Linked DNA regions of Mus musculus: region 1 is linked to region 2. A link is a contact called in public promoter capture Hi-C data. All regions are on one chromosome and are shown on one strand. Each heading gives the region's core, a stretch centred on a gene start, on an enhancer-like site or on the middle of the called end of the contact. The rest is flanking DNA. Distances are from core to core; before and after follow the strand shown. Region 1 overlaps Pir (pirin). Region 2 holds the start of Vegfd (vascular endothelial growth factor D).

Region 1 (6,311 bases), core at 1,050-3,549, 50 kb before region 2:
AATAGAGTGTTACTGTTAATTAAAGGGCTGCTTGGAAGATGATTCTATGGAAACTACACCGAAAGATAATTTCACTGTGTCCAAAATTCTCTGACAGTTAAGAAACTCAATGCTCAATCCTGTCTGCATCTTTTATTGTCCATAGAGGTCACACTGCTTTCTGACCCTTCTCAACTCCTACACTGCACAGAGGCATTGACGTGTAGTCTAAGAGCTCCTAGTCTTCTCTCTATGTAGCGATTCATGTAATCATCCAAATAAGATTACAGGGTTTTAGTTTGTCCCACATTATTTTGACAGTGAGGATAGAAATTAATCTGTCCTGCTTCTTATCTGAAGTTGTTCAACATAATCAAGAATTCAAAAAATTAGAGTGCTTTAGGTTAGAGACAGAAGACATCATTTTATTAAAGATCATTGGTCTAGTCTAAAGTTAGGAGTCTGCTATAAATACGGTGGAAAATCTACTTTTAAATTCCTCACACCTTGGAAGGCATGGCTCTCCATGTGGATGCATGGAAAGGTGTCTGAGAGGAAACAGAGGAGCTTGGACAGCCACAAGAGAGATGTACAACATGATTCTAGGAGCTCTTGGGTGCTAAATGACTTTCTGTTAGATGGAACCCCTGAGCCAGTTGATAAACACCTGGGTTTCCCCACTGAGACGTTCCCATTTTGCCAGCAGAGAAAGATTGAGCCAAGTGTACCTAGAAATGTAATGACTGGAATATATTACAGATTGTCAGCTGAGGATGTAGCTCCATGCTAGAGATCTGGCCTAGTGTGTACAAGGCTGAGTTGAAGCCTTAGCACCGATGAGAGAAGAGCAGTAAAAGAGGAAAGCGGTTATAGGTCCTCCATCAGTGTTCTTTTGCAAGAAAGAATTAATAGATAGCCAGAAAAAGCAATATGCTAGTGAGTACACAGTTTCTTAAAAAGGAAATATGGGGCTGGAGCGATCTCTCAGCAGTTAAAAGCACTGGCTGCTTTCAGAGGACCCAGGTTTGATTCCCAGTACCTCCATGGTTGCTTGCAATCATCTCTAATTCCAGTTCCAGGGGAGACAGTGCTCTACTCTGCCCTGTTCAGATACCAGGTATACATGTGGTGCACATACATAGGTGGAGGCAAAAAAAATATGCAAAGTAAAAAAAAAAGAAAGGTTTGTTTTGTTTAAAAAGGGAAAGCCAAGTGGCCTAACTCACATATAATAAGTCCCCATTCAGCACCTGGTACTCAGGTACATATAATATGAACATATAGAATATATGTTCAATATATTAATTATTATTCTTTCTTTTTTTTTGAGACAGGGTTTCTCTGTGTAGCCCTGGCTGTCCTGGAACTCACTCTGTAGACCAGGCTGGCCTCGAACTCAGAAATCCGCCTGCCTCTGCCTCCTAAGTGCTGGGATTAAAGGTGTGAGCCACCACGCCCAGCAATTATTATTCTTATAATAACAATATTTAGTATTCTTTGCTAAATTGATAATATTATGCAAACTAAGTGTCAAATTGAAAAAGTATGGTAATACCAATTTTTGCTTCTTAAATGAAGTGAAAGCTAAGATAGTCAACTGTTTTTACAGGCGTTTCCTAAGTGACTTGATAAAAGAGAATTTAGTTGGAAGCAAGCCAGTTACTGTAAGAAATTAACGTACTGATGTTTTGTCCCAGTAAAGAAATATAGATTTGTACTATAGAGACATTGCCTTTAGGCTCGTTCTTTTCTGTTACTCTTACATGCCCGCATACACACTTTTCAAAAGTTTTAGGCAGGTTAGTTTGTTTTTATGTTTTTCCTCATTAGCAATTAATTCTTCTCCTTAGTGTCTATAATGAGGGGAATATATAAATGTCCAAATAGGGAATTGATTAGAATATGTAACCTTGTAACAGCAGAGTAGATGTAAAAACTATGGTGTTTCAAACCTGCTCTGAAGTGTAGCAAAAATTATAGAGCTGAGAAAAGACACTGACAAGCAGTGTATACTTTCAGAGGAAAAACAAAACAAAACAATGTCTAACCAAATAATTATGTTAACAAATTTGTTTTGGGTTGTGGTAATTTTCACCCATAAGGGAACCAGCAAGAAACATGGCTAGAGGTTTACAGTAATATTCATGTTAAGCTCACAAGTTACACACACACACACACACACACACACCACCCACAAAACACAATAGGCAGCACTCGGAGGTGGCCTAATAGGATAATGACAGCATAGAAGCTAACAACTCTGCTTGCTTTTCTTACAGAGCACTGGGATTGCTATTCCCTCATGGAGCGCCTTAGACTAATTCACTTCCTTGGGCTATTATAGTCAATTGGTGAAGTTGACGCTTAAAAAAAAAAAAAAACCTCACAAAACAGCTCCCTGAAAGAAATATGGTGTGTTTACACATCTTGTGTGCCACTAGATCTCTGACACTTGTTTTCCGTGGCACACAGCATGGTGGGAGAAGGAGCAAACCTCAGGAATATAAACAGACAACCTTCATCTGTGGCAGGAACAGTAGTAAAATGGAAGATACTTCAGGTTGCCCCAGTCACCGAGAGAAATGTAGCAGTCTCTCTGTCCTGGGAAAATGGTTTTAAGCATATGGGTTCCATATGGGAGCAATTTCCATCTCCTAATTAAGAGCAGATTTATAAATAAAAGAAGAGGAAGGAAGCCAGCCTGTCAAGGGCGTGAAACCAAAAGTCAGGGTAACTGGGAAGGCTTTGAAGAAATGAAGGTAGTTGGCTTTTGGAAGGAAGTGGTTTCATAGGCCTTATTTTGTCTTGAATGTTTAGAGATCATTATAGGAGTGTTGCCTGAGACTCATTAGGGCTTTAATGCTGACTTGTTTCTAGAGAAATAGAGACCAGCCCCAACCACTGAATTGGCAGTGGCTAGGAAAATGTACCCTTAATCTCTTATGATGCATTGCTTATCTTCTTGAAACTTGATTGCATGGCTCCCAAACAATAAGATTTTAAGGAATACAAGCTTAAAACACTTTCGAGCATTTTGCAAACATTTCCAATAGAGAATTATGACATGAAAAGAAAGGAGGAGGAAAAATAGCTTTGGAATTCTGTGCCTTCATGGGCACTGGTAATTGAAACCAAAAACAAACAAATAAACAAAACTCAACAACCAGAAAAAGAGGTAAAATAAAATAATTTCATTGCTGAAATTTAAGTTCATTTGGCAAGTCTGTACTAAAATTTGTTGAGGGATTGTGTTTTTCAGTTTATCACAGACACACAGCCAATGTTTAGTTTTAATGAGAGAGAATATGATATAGATAAGTCCTCATTATTTGAGTAACTATTCATACTTTAATGTACATAAAGATACACAAACACAGAAGGGAAGGATACAATGTACCTATTGGTATGCAATAAAAGTAGTAAATCCAGACTTTCTCAAAGTGCATTTGACATTGACATTATTGTCTTGGAGTTGAATAAACACAATTTATATCTGCTACTTCAACTGAATTCCCAGAGAGACGAGACAGTAAAAAATCAAAATCTTCTTGCTTTTCAAACAAAAACAACAAAAAATAAAACCTGTATTTTGTGTGTGTGTGTGTGTGTGTGTGTACTGAAATGAAAACTTAAGGTTTCTTTGGAAAATCAGTTGGATGGTGCTTTGCTGGGGCAAACAAGTGAAGGGGTGTTTTCCTGAGGTAGGATACAGGTGAAAAGCTAAGGCAGACTTGTGAAGGAACGTTTGGCTGAAGCAGACATGAAAGAAAGGATGTTCTACTAACGCAAACGTGTGAAAGGACTCGTGATAAAAGATTCTTTCCCAACAGCACCCATGTATTGGTCTGCCTTACATTGTGTAGTTGAGCTTCATTTGTCAGGATTCCATACAAACCAAAACCTTCTGGTGGTGTGCTGCAGTTTCTTGCTGCTTCCTCGGACTCTGGCTGACTGACAGAGAGATGTCAGCTGAGACAGATGCATGTGCTGAGGCAAGACCCGTGGAGGACACGTGATGTTTGGAGAGCTATAAATAGGACTTGATGAACAGTGACAGAGATTGAGCTTGGCTTTCTGGTAGAGCTAGCTAGCTTGTTGGTCTCTCTGATCTTCACTCTGCTGAGAGAAATATATCCTGGAACGTTTCCCCGTGTTCCTCCTTGGTCCCTCTTGCTAACTTGTGCTGAGGCTGATGCCTAGCTGTCTCTGCTAGGTCATGTCACTGCTCTTGCCAACCTGACTCTGCTGAACTGGACTGCTGGTGTATCCATTAAGTGTTCAAGCTGCCACAGCTAATCTGTGAACTGAGCTGTTGATTTCGAGACAACACAGATAGGATTTGCTTCAAAGAACCTTTCTAAACAGGTCCACTTTCCCTCATATCCTTTCTTTCCCAATACTTCTGGTGGGTGGTAGACTAGAAAGGAGGTTAAAGTGTTTAAGAACAATCAAAAAATAAGGCTTAACATTTGACAAGATCCAACACCCATTCATGATAAAAGTCTTGGAAAGATCAGGAATTCAAGGCCCATACCTAAACATGATAAAAGCAATCTACAGCAAACCAGTAGCCAACATCAAATTAAATGGAGAGAAGCTGGAAGCAATCCGACTAAAATCAGGGAATAGACAAGGCTGCCCACTTTCTCCCTACCTTTTCAACATAGTATTTGAAGTATTAGAGCAATTCGACAACAAAAGGAGATCAAGGGGATACAAATTGGAAAAGAGGAAGTCAAAATATCACTTTTTGCAGATGATATGATAGTATATATATATATATATATATATATATATATATATATATATATATATATATGTGACCCTAAAAATTCCACCAGAGAACTCCTAAACCTGATAAACAGCTTCGGTGAAGTAGCTGGATATAAAATTAACTCAAACAAGTCAATGGCCTTTCTCTACACAAAGAATAAACAGGCTGAGAAAGAAATTAGGTAAACAACACCCTTCTCAATAGTCACAAATAATATAAAATATCTTGGCGTGACTCTAACTAAGGAAGTGAAAGATCTGTATGATAAAAACTTCAAGTCTCTGAAGAAAGAAATTAAAGAAGATCTCAGAAGATGGAAAGATCTCCCATGCTCATGGATTGGCAGGATCAACATTGTAAAAATGGCTATCTTGCCAAAAGCAATCTACAGATTCAATGCAATCCCCATCAAAATTCCAACTCAATTCTTCAATGAATTAGAAGGAGCAATCTGCAAATTCATCTGGAATAACAAAAAACCGAGGATAGCAAAAACTCTTCTCAATGAATAAAGAACCTCTGGGGGAATCACCATGCCTGACATAAAGCTTTACTACAGAGCAATTATGATAAAAACTGCATGGTACTGGTATACTGACAGACAACTAGACCAATGGAATAGAATTGAAGAACCAGAAATGAACCCACACACATATAGTCACTTGATCTTCGACAAGGGAGCTAAAAGCATCCAGTGGAAGAAAGACAGCATTTTCAACATTTAGTGCTGGCACAACTGGTTGTTATCATGTAGAAGAATGTGAATTGATCCATTCCTATCTCCTTGTACTAAGGTCAAATCTAAGTGGATCAAGGAACTTCACATAAAACCAGAGACAGTGAAACTGATAGAGGAGAAAGTGGGGAAAAGCCTCAAAGATATGGGCACAGGGGAAAAGTTCCTGAACAGAACAGCAATGGCTTGTGCTGTAAGGTCGAGAATTGACAAATGGGACCTCATGAAACTCCAAAGCTTCTGCAAGGCAAAAGACACCGTCATTAAGACAAAAAGACCACCAACAGATTGGGAAAGTATCTTTACCTATCCTAAATCAGATAGGGGACTAATATCCAACATATATAAAGAACTCAAGAAGGTGGACTTCAGAAAATCAAATAACCCCATTTAAAAATGGGGCTCAGAACTGAACAAAGAATTCTCACCTGAGGAATAACGAATGGCAGAGAAGCACCTGAAAAAATGTTCAACATCCTTAATCATCAGGGAAATGCAAATCAAAACAACCCTGAGATTCCACCTCACACCAGTCAGAATGGCTAAGATCAAAAATTCAGGTGACAGCAGATGCTGGCGTGGATGTGGAGAAAGAGGAACACTCCTCCATCATACAGATCTTTCACTTCCTTAGTTAGAGTCACGCCAAGATATTTTATATTATTTGTGACTATTGAGAAGGGTGTTGTTTCCCTAACTTCTTTCTCAGCCTGTTTATTCTTTGTGTAGAGAAAGGCCATTGACTTGTTTGAGTTTATTTTATATCCAGCTACTTCACCGAAGCTGTTTACCAGGTTTAGGAGTTCTCTGGTGGAATTTTTA
Region 2 (6,069 bases), core at 3,523-6,022:
CATGGCCCACTTAATTTGTATCTTCACTATGACTTGTTTCCACTTTGATACTTAAAAATAAACATGCCTCTCTGGAGAGGCCCTTGGTCTTGTGAAGATTATATGCCCCAGTACAGGGGAATGCCAGGGCCAGGAAGTGGGAGTGGGTGGGTTGGGGGCAGGGCGGGGGGAGGGAATAGGGGGCTTTTGGGATACCATTTGAAATGTAAATGAAGAAAATATCTAATAAAAATGCCTTAAAAATTGTAAAATAAAATAAAATGCTCACTGTTCAGTGCTTTCTTTGATGACCTTAGGACCCCAAAAGAAGCCATTTTGTCTTAATTGCTGGGGAGCCATTAAGAGAACCAGTTGTCCAACATGGTAAGTCCAAAATGCTAATTTCCCTAGCTCACTTTCTTTTCCTTTGACACATATACACACATATGTGTGTATATGTATGTATATATACACATATAATTAAGTGTGTATGTTTGTATGTGTGTGTGTATGTGTGTAAAATAAAGAGCTTTATTTTAGCAGATATTGCATAGAGGCTTGGAGGTTTAACAATATGGCACTGTCAATGTTGTTTCAACTCTTGATAGAAAGTAGAAAGGCAAAGGCATATATACTGAAGATACCAAACTTGAGGCACTGATGCTTCATAGCAGTCTGCAGCTGTGGTAATACAGACAGTCCCCCAAGAATGTGAATTTGCCCACTGGAAAAGGTATTAACTCATCTGAATGACCTAGTCACCTTTTAATGATCCCACCTGCCAATAATTCCAACGAACAATCAAATTTCAATATGACTTATGGAGGGGAAAATCAATATTCAAATCATAGCCAGTACTGTCCTTGCAATCTATTCTATTTTTAGTGTATATATTTTAGTATGAGCCTCTTATGAATAATACTTCTTTGAAATTTTCTATAGTAGTTTAAATAAAAAAAAAATAGAGGGGGCTGGAATGATGGCTCAGCAGTGCATACTCCACTAGCAGAGGATTTGATCTTAGTTCTCAGCTCCAGAAGTTCTAATGCCCTCTTCTGGCCCTCCTTGGGCATCTGCACAGGTACACGCACATGCACACACACACACACACACACACACACACACACACACACACGTGCGCACTTACTTAAAATAAATATTTTTGAAGAAACAGAAATAGAATTAGTGTGTGGAGGAGGCAGTGCTGTAGTTGAAGGTAGGAAATGCTGGCAGAGATACGCAATCACTTCAACCTCTTGGATCTTGATGTCCTTGTATCATTGGCACTTTATTAAATGACAAAAACCTAAAAGCACCTAGAACCCAACTTGTTATTTATATTTTTGCCTACAAAACATACTGTGCAACTCACTGAGTATTTAATTAAGCATGACTTAAGATCTTATCATATTCCATTACTTGGCATGAATCCCCAGGCATAAACTATGATCTCAGATAAGCCCCAGCTGGTCATGCATTTAAATCACACGGAATATTTAGAAAGTATTCTTTTTTTCTTCCAGCAATAATTTAGGGGGGATATTAAATCATATTTCCCCAGTTTGTGACATTTCACGTTAAATTTGTACAGTTCAAAATGTCCCTCCCAAGGTTCATAGTCCCTTCTTCCTTTTGTCACGACTGAATAAAATTGTTCTTCTGCAAAGAAAACTACAACCAAATGTAGTAGGCTCATTATCTAGTTGTAGACTGGAATTTGTAGAGGAGAAGTGTGCTTGGGGTGAAACCCTTTTACGTTAGCCCTTTCCTCCATAGCAGTTTTTAGAAGTTCAAGAGTCCAGTTGAAATGAAGATGACAAAGCAAAATGGCAGGCACTGTGTATGCAAATCCTCTTCCAGTGCCTCCGACACTGGGTATTCTTGTAAACACCAGCCAACATTAATCAGACAAAAATATATGCCTCTTGGGCTGTCAGTTACTAGAGGCAAAGCATTTTGTCTAGTTAGCTTAATTTAGTCTCCTTTTTACGTTTTTTGTTTTGTTTTGCCTTTGCATGTTTATAGGCAGCCACAAACATCCTGAGTACTTGGCGGCTGGTTGTGGTTTTTGTGAATTATTAACAGCCTGCTCCTCCTGTGATTGAGTGGTCAGAATGATGACATTAGGCATAGAAGTCATAGCATGTTGGAATGGAAAACTATCTTAACTTTGATGGAGTTATGTCCCTCCTACAAGTGAGAAAAAAATGCAGATATTTCATTTTCTTAGCATATGCATTGATGCCATTTACTATTTACTAAGAATCGGTCATAGTCTTTTGCAAGTGCTAATTTATTGAGTCTTCAAAACCACACTGGAAACCTGTCTAGGGTGACAAGGGAATGAAGAAAAGATGGACATACAGACACATCTTCAGAGAGCTGGACTCGGTTGCCCTGTACTTGGTACCACTGACTATGCTACAACCCAGAATCTTGGCACTTTTCATGTGTGTGTGTGTGTGTGTGTGTGTGTGTGTGTGTGTGTGTGTGTATGTGTGTGTGTGTAGCACAGGGGAAAGAAGTTAGCTCATCTCTGTGGGGTCTCTGTGTGGGTGGTCTCTGCAGTTGGAGACATTGGTTCTTATCAATAATACACATTCAGTCAAGACTTCCTCTGTTCCCTACACCTTCCTAGGTGACCCAAGGACAGTTTATAAAACTGAGGGACATGGTATGGTGTCAAAATAGGATATAGATACATACTACAGAAAGTTGTGGCATAAGATTAGTGTGGCCTCACTGGGGAAACAATGGGAAAATTATTATGTGCAGCAAGTGAGTCCTTGACCCAGTATTTGGTCTGTTTGACTGATAAAATCTAAAGTGGCCTTTTCCTAGCCCTTTGATGAATTACAAAAAAATGGTTAACACTATGAAATAATTTTTAAAAATGCTTCTTGCCTTGAAATATATTAATAAAATTTATTAAAGCTATGGTGTTGGTGATCCCTGGCAAGAGGATGATCACACTAGTATAACATATCTTTTGGAATGGTGGGGGGGTGGGAAGATAAATTATGATGGGAATGAAAGATAAAACAATAGAAACATTAAAAAAAGTTAAAGAAAGACGAAAGTCCCTTTACTTGCAAGAGTATGATAGTGACTCGTGACAGGAAGGAGAAACTAGCCAAACTTAAAAACTTGACCTACTCTATGGTTCCTATAGGGCACATGAAGGTATCTTCTGGAGAACTACCAAAAAATGCAAATGTGCAAGTTGTTTGGAAGTGATTAATACTTCTCTTTGTTGTAAGGAAAATTCTGTTAGTTTTCAAAATAGATTGAGACACATCCCAGAAAGGCAGAGCCCCGTCCACTGCTTAGCCAGATACCAAAACTCTGCTACAATCTAGCTGGTTTTATAATATCAAGTTGGTTCAATTCCTGCCATAAGTTCAGGATCTACAAAATAACAACTACAGAATGTGCTGGAAAAAGGGATTGTCATTGCTTGTGAGGAACCTTCAGTAGACAGTGAGACTCAATCCTGTTTATCTAAGTCTGGTCTGAATGATAACATATAATTGTATATAGTCCTAGCCACAAAACACAAATGCTAACTAGTTCCGTATGACTGAACAGTGTGAAAATGGGCTATTGATGCCCAGCTATGCCTAGATTTTGTTTTAACTGAGGAGCTATAGGAATACATAACAATTATAGTGATAGAGGAACATGTCATCACCCAGAACTTTGTGAATGTCTCTTTCTGCCCTAGGTCCATTTGTGATGAATACCAATGAGGAAATTTCTCAGGCCATTCTTGATTTCAGAAATGCAAAAAATGGTTTTGAGGGGGCCAGAACCTGGAAGTCAAAGATTGGAAACTAATGAAGAGCTGAGACGCTGCCACTTGGATGGACTGGCCATTCGGTATATTAAATTTCCAAGGCTAGTTTAGCTGGTGCTTCTGAAGCCACATTAAGCTGGGCTTAGTGATGCAGAGTCCTTTAATCCCAGCACTCTAGGAGTCAGAGACATTGGGTATCTCCGATTTCCAAGCCCATCTGTCTTGAAAATGGAAAAATAAAAAATAGAATTCCACATTAAAAAGATGTTTTTTTGTAATGAATCTTCAGAATGCATTATATTCATGTTTGAAATTGTCAAAGAATATGTTTAATTTAAAAAGGAAAACTACAAACAATAAAAAAATGGCAGTAACATATGTAAAATATTTCCTGATACATGCAAATAATTTTACTTGTTGCTTTTAAAAAATCAATGTTCTTCATTTGGTAGAAATTATTAAGCACCTATAAAAATTAATTGCTATTTACATGTGCTTTTTTATATGGGAGTAGATAGATGCCTTTTTATTCTCTGCCCTTTGGGGTTTCTTGAAGCATGTTTTTTGTTGCTGCTGCTTTCTGTGCTGCTGACAGCAGATATCTGAGCATCTAAAGTCCCTCTACTGAAGCCCATCTGCCATCCTGGCCATCAGAACTGTGTTCTGGGTTTCATGTTACAGGCAACGTGCTTAAAAAAAAAAACACAGCAGTCCTGCCCATGTGAGTCAGCTTTTAAAACTGCCCTGCTCTTGCTAGGAACACAGCAGGATTCCAGCCAAGACTTCCCAGCGTTTTCTGCCAAACTCTGTCAGATTTAAGACATATGCTCCTGCAAGCTCTCTTGAAGGTTGTGAAAAAGTTTGAATCCATAGTTGGGTTTTAGCCTGCTGTAACTGCAAGTGTTTGTGGTCATACCACCTCCTTATAAAGCAGCTAGAACCTTGAGCGTAGGGTGGGGTTTTTTTTTTTATCTTCAACTTTCTGGATAAGAAATGTCTGTAGAGTGATTTCTAGTTTCAAGTGGAAGATATGACCACCTCCTGATTATTTTTGCAGCGGGAAACTTTGAAATATTTTTCATTGCTTTCTCCCATACTAAGATTGTGTGTGAGGCAGTGAGGGAGTCCCTTGACTTACTCAAGTCATTTCATTGGATTTTAATTACAACTGATCATGTGATTGTTTTTTTCCATGTAAAGTTTGGGGCTTCAAACTTTGCTTCTGGAGAATGCCTTTTGCAACACTTTTCAGTAGCTGCCTGGAAACAACTGCTTAGTCATCGGTAGACATTTAAAATATTCAAAATGTATGGAGAATGGGGAATGGGGAATATCCTCATGATGTTCCATGTGTACTTGGTGCAGGGCTTCAGGAGCGAACATGGACCAGTGAAGGTAGGTGAGCTTGAATATTTCTCTTTATTGGCTTTCACAGAAAAAGTCCTTTGCCCTCGCTGGTTTTGAAGCAGTCTAAAAGCCCTGCCTATTCTTAGCCTGTGTGTATTAATGCTTTACTTTGGGGGCTTAATAAGTTTCTTACCATGAATGTTTGAAAGTGTGTGTGTGTGTGTGTGTGTGTGTGTGTGTGTGTGTGTGTGTTTGGAATGGGGACAGAACATGAGCATTCTGGAAATCTTTGACACGGAACCAGTTTGCTCCCAGTTGTGCTTGCAGATGGCACAGTGGTTTTCTGTTGAAGCTGTGATTTGCCTCTGTGACACACACAATTTTGTGGGCCCTTGGTTTGTAGGTTTTTGTGAGCAGCCAGGTTGAGTAATTTCTTCTGTAAATTGAAAATCACAGTGGTTTTTGTGTGTGTGTGTGTGTGTGTGTGTGTGTGTGTGTGTGGATGTTTTCTGTCTGGTTTTGCTTATTACCAATTACCAATTGCTACCATTCAGGAAAGACAAGTTTTCTTGGGGTTTGTTTTTGTTTTCCTGTTTCTGCTTTAGAGAAATGTGTCTAAGATAAAGTAGTCAGCAGATCTTTGGTTCTATGAGCAGGCATCAAGGACAGCCCAAGACATTGAGAACCATGCAAAAAGGATGAACAATGGGATTACTGACTGCTAGAATAACATTTTCGTTTCATATTTTGTATCTTTCAAGCCTTTTTATTTTTGAAAAGGACCCGGATGCAATTGTTTTGACTGGAGTGCTACTAAATCATGACTGATTTAGAAATCTCTGGCTATGAGCAGATAGAAATCAGATGTGGGCTTGAGTTTTATGGCTTGAATTTTCCATACGGGGGAGCATATCGCCCCCCAGAGGGGAAAATTAGTTCATGACGAT

What was found. Promoter capture Hi-C pulls out the DNA fragments that hold promoters and counts their contacts.
Region 1: a promoter capture Hi-C map of pre-B cells shows a contact between it and region 2, with 2.6 times the contacts expected there. The contact joins the enhancer-like site here to the promoter of Vegfd in region 2. A contact is called at or near these places in 5 of 39 promoter capture datasets (the 3T3-L1 cell line, frontonasal cranial neural crest, hippocampal neurons and 2 more), 1 of 15 datasets of contacts at CTCF or cohesin (CD8 T cells), 6 of 484 Hi-C or Micro-C datasets (the HL-1 cell line, the N1E-115 cell line, embryonic fibroblasts and 3 more), 3 of 115 datasets of contacts at active chromatin or transcription factors (CD8 T cells, effector CD8 T cells and embryonic stem cells) and 3 of 9 other capture datasets (adipose tissue, liver and pancreatic islet).

The regions. Positions count from the first base shown.
Region 1 is chrX:164,321,087-164,327,397 of GRCm38.p6, forward strand. The region is part of intron 5 of Pir (pirin); the gene reads left to right. Among named protein-coding and RNA genes, the nearest start is that of Gm22023, 41 kb to the left of the region's middle. Within about 2 kb of position 2,300, at least 11 of the 459 cell types and tissues checked have an H3K27ac peak or open chromatin away from gene starts, as enhancers often do. A contact at or near this core is called in CD8 T cells, effector CD8 T cells and pre-B cells, where this site is marked.
Region 2 is chrX:164,368,750-164,374,818 of GRCm38.p6, forward strand. Vegfd (vascular endothelial growth factor D) reads left to right here and starts at 4,773. Exons shown (of 7, transcript NM_010216.2): 1 at 4,773-5,170. The coding sequence starts at 5,081. It overlaps Pir (pirin), which reads left to right. Exons shown (of 10, transcript NM_027153.3): 9 at 297-363; 10 at 3,704-4,264. The coding sequence ends at 3,816.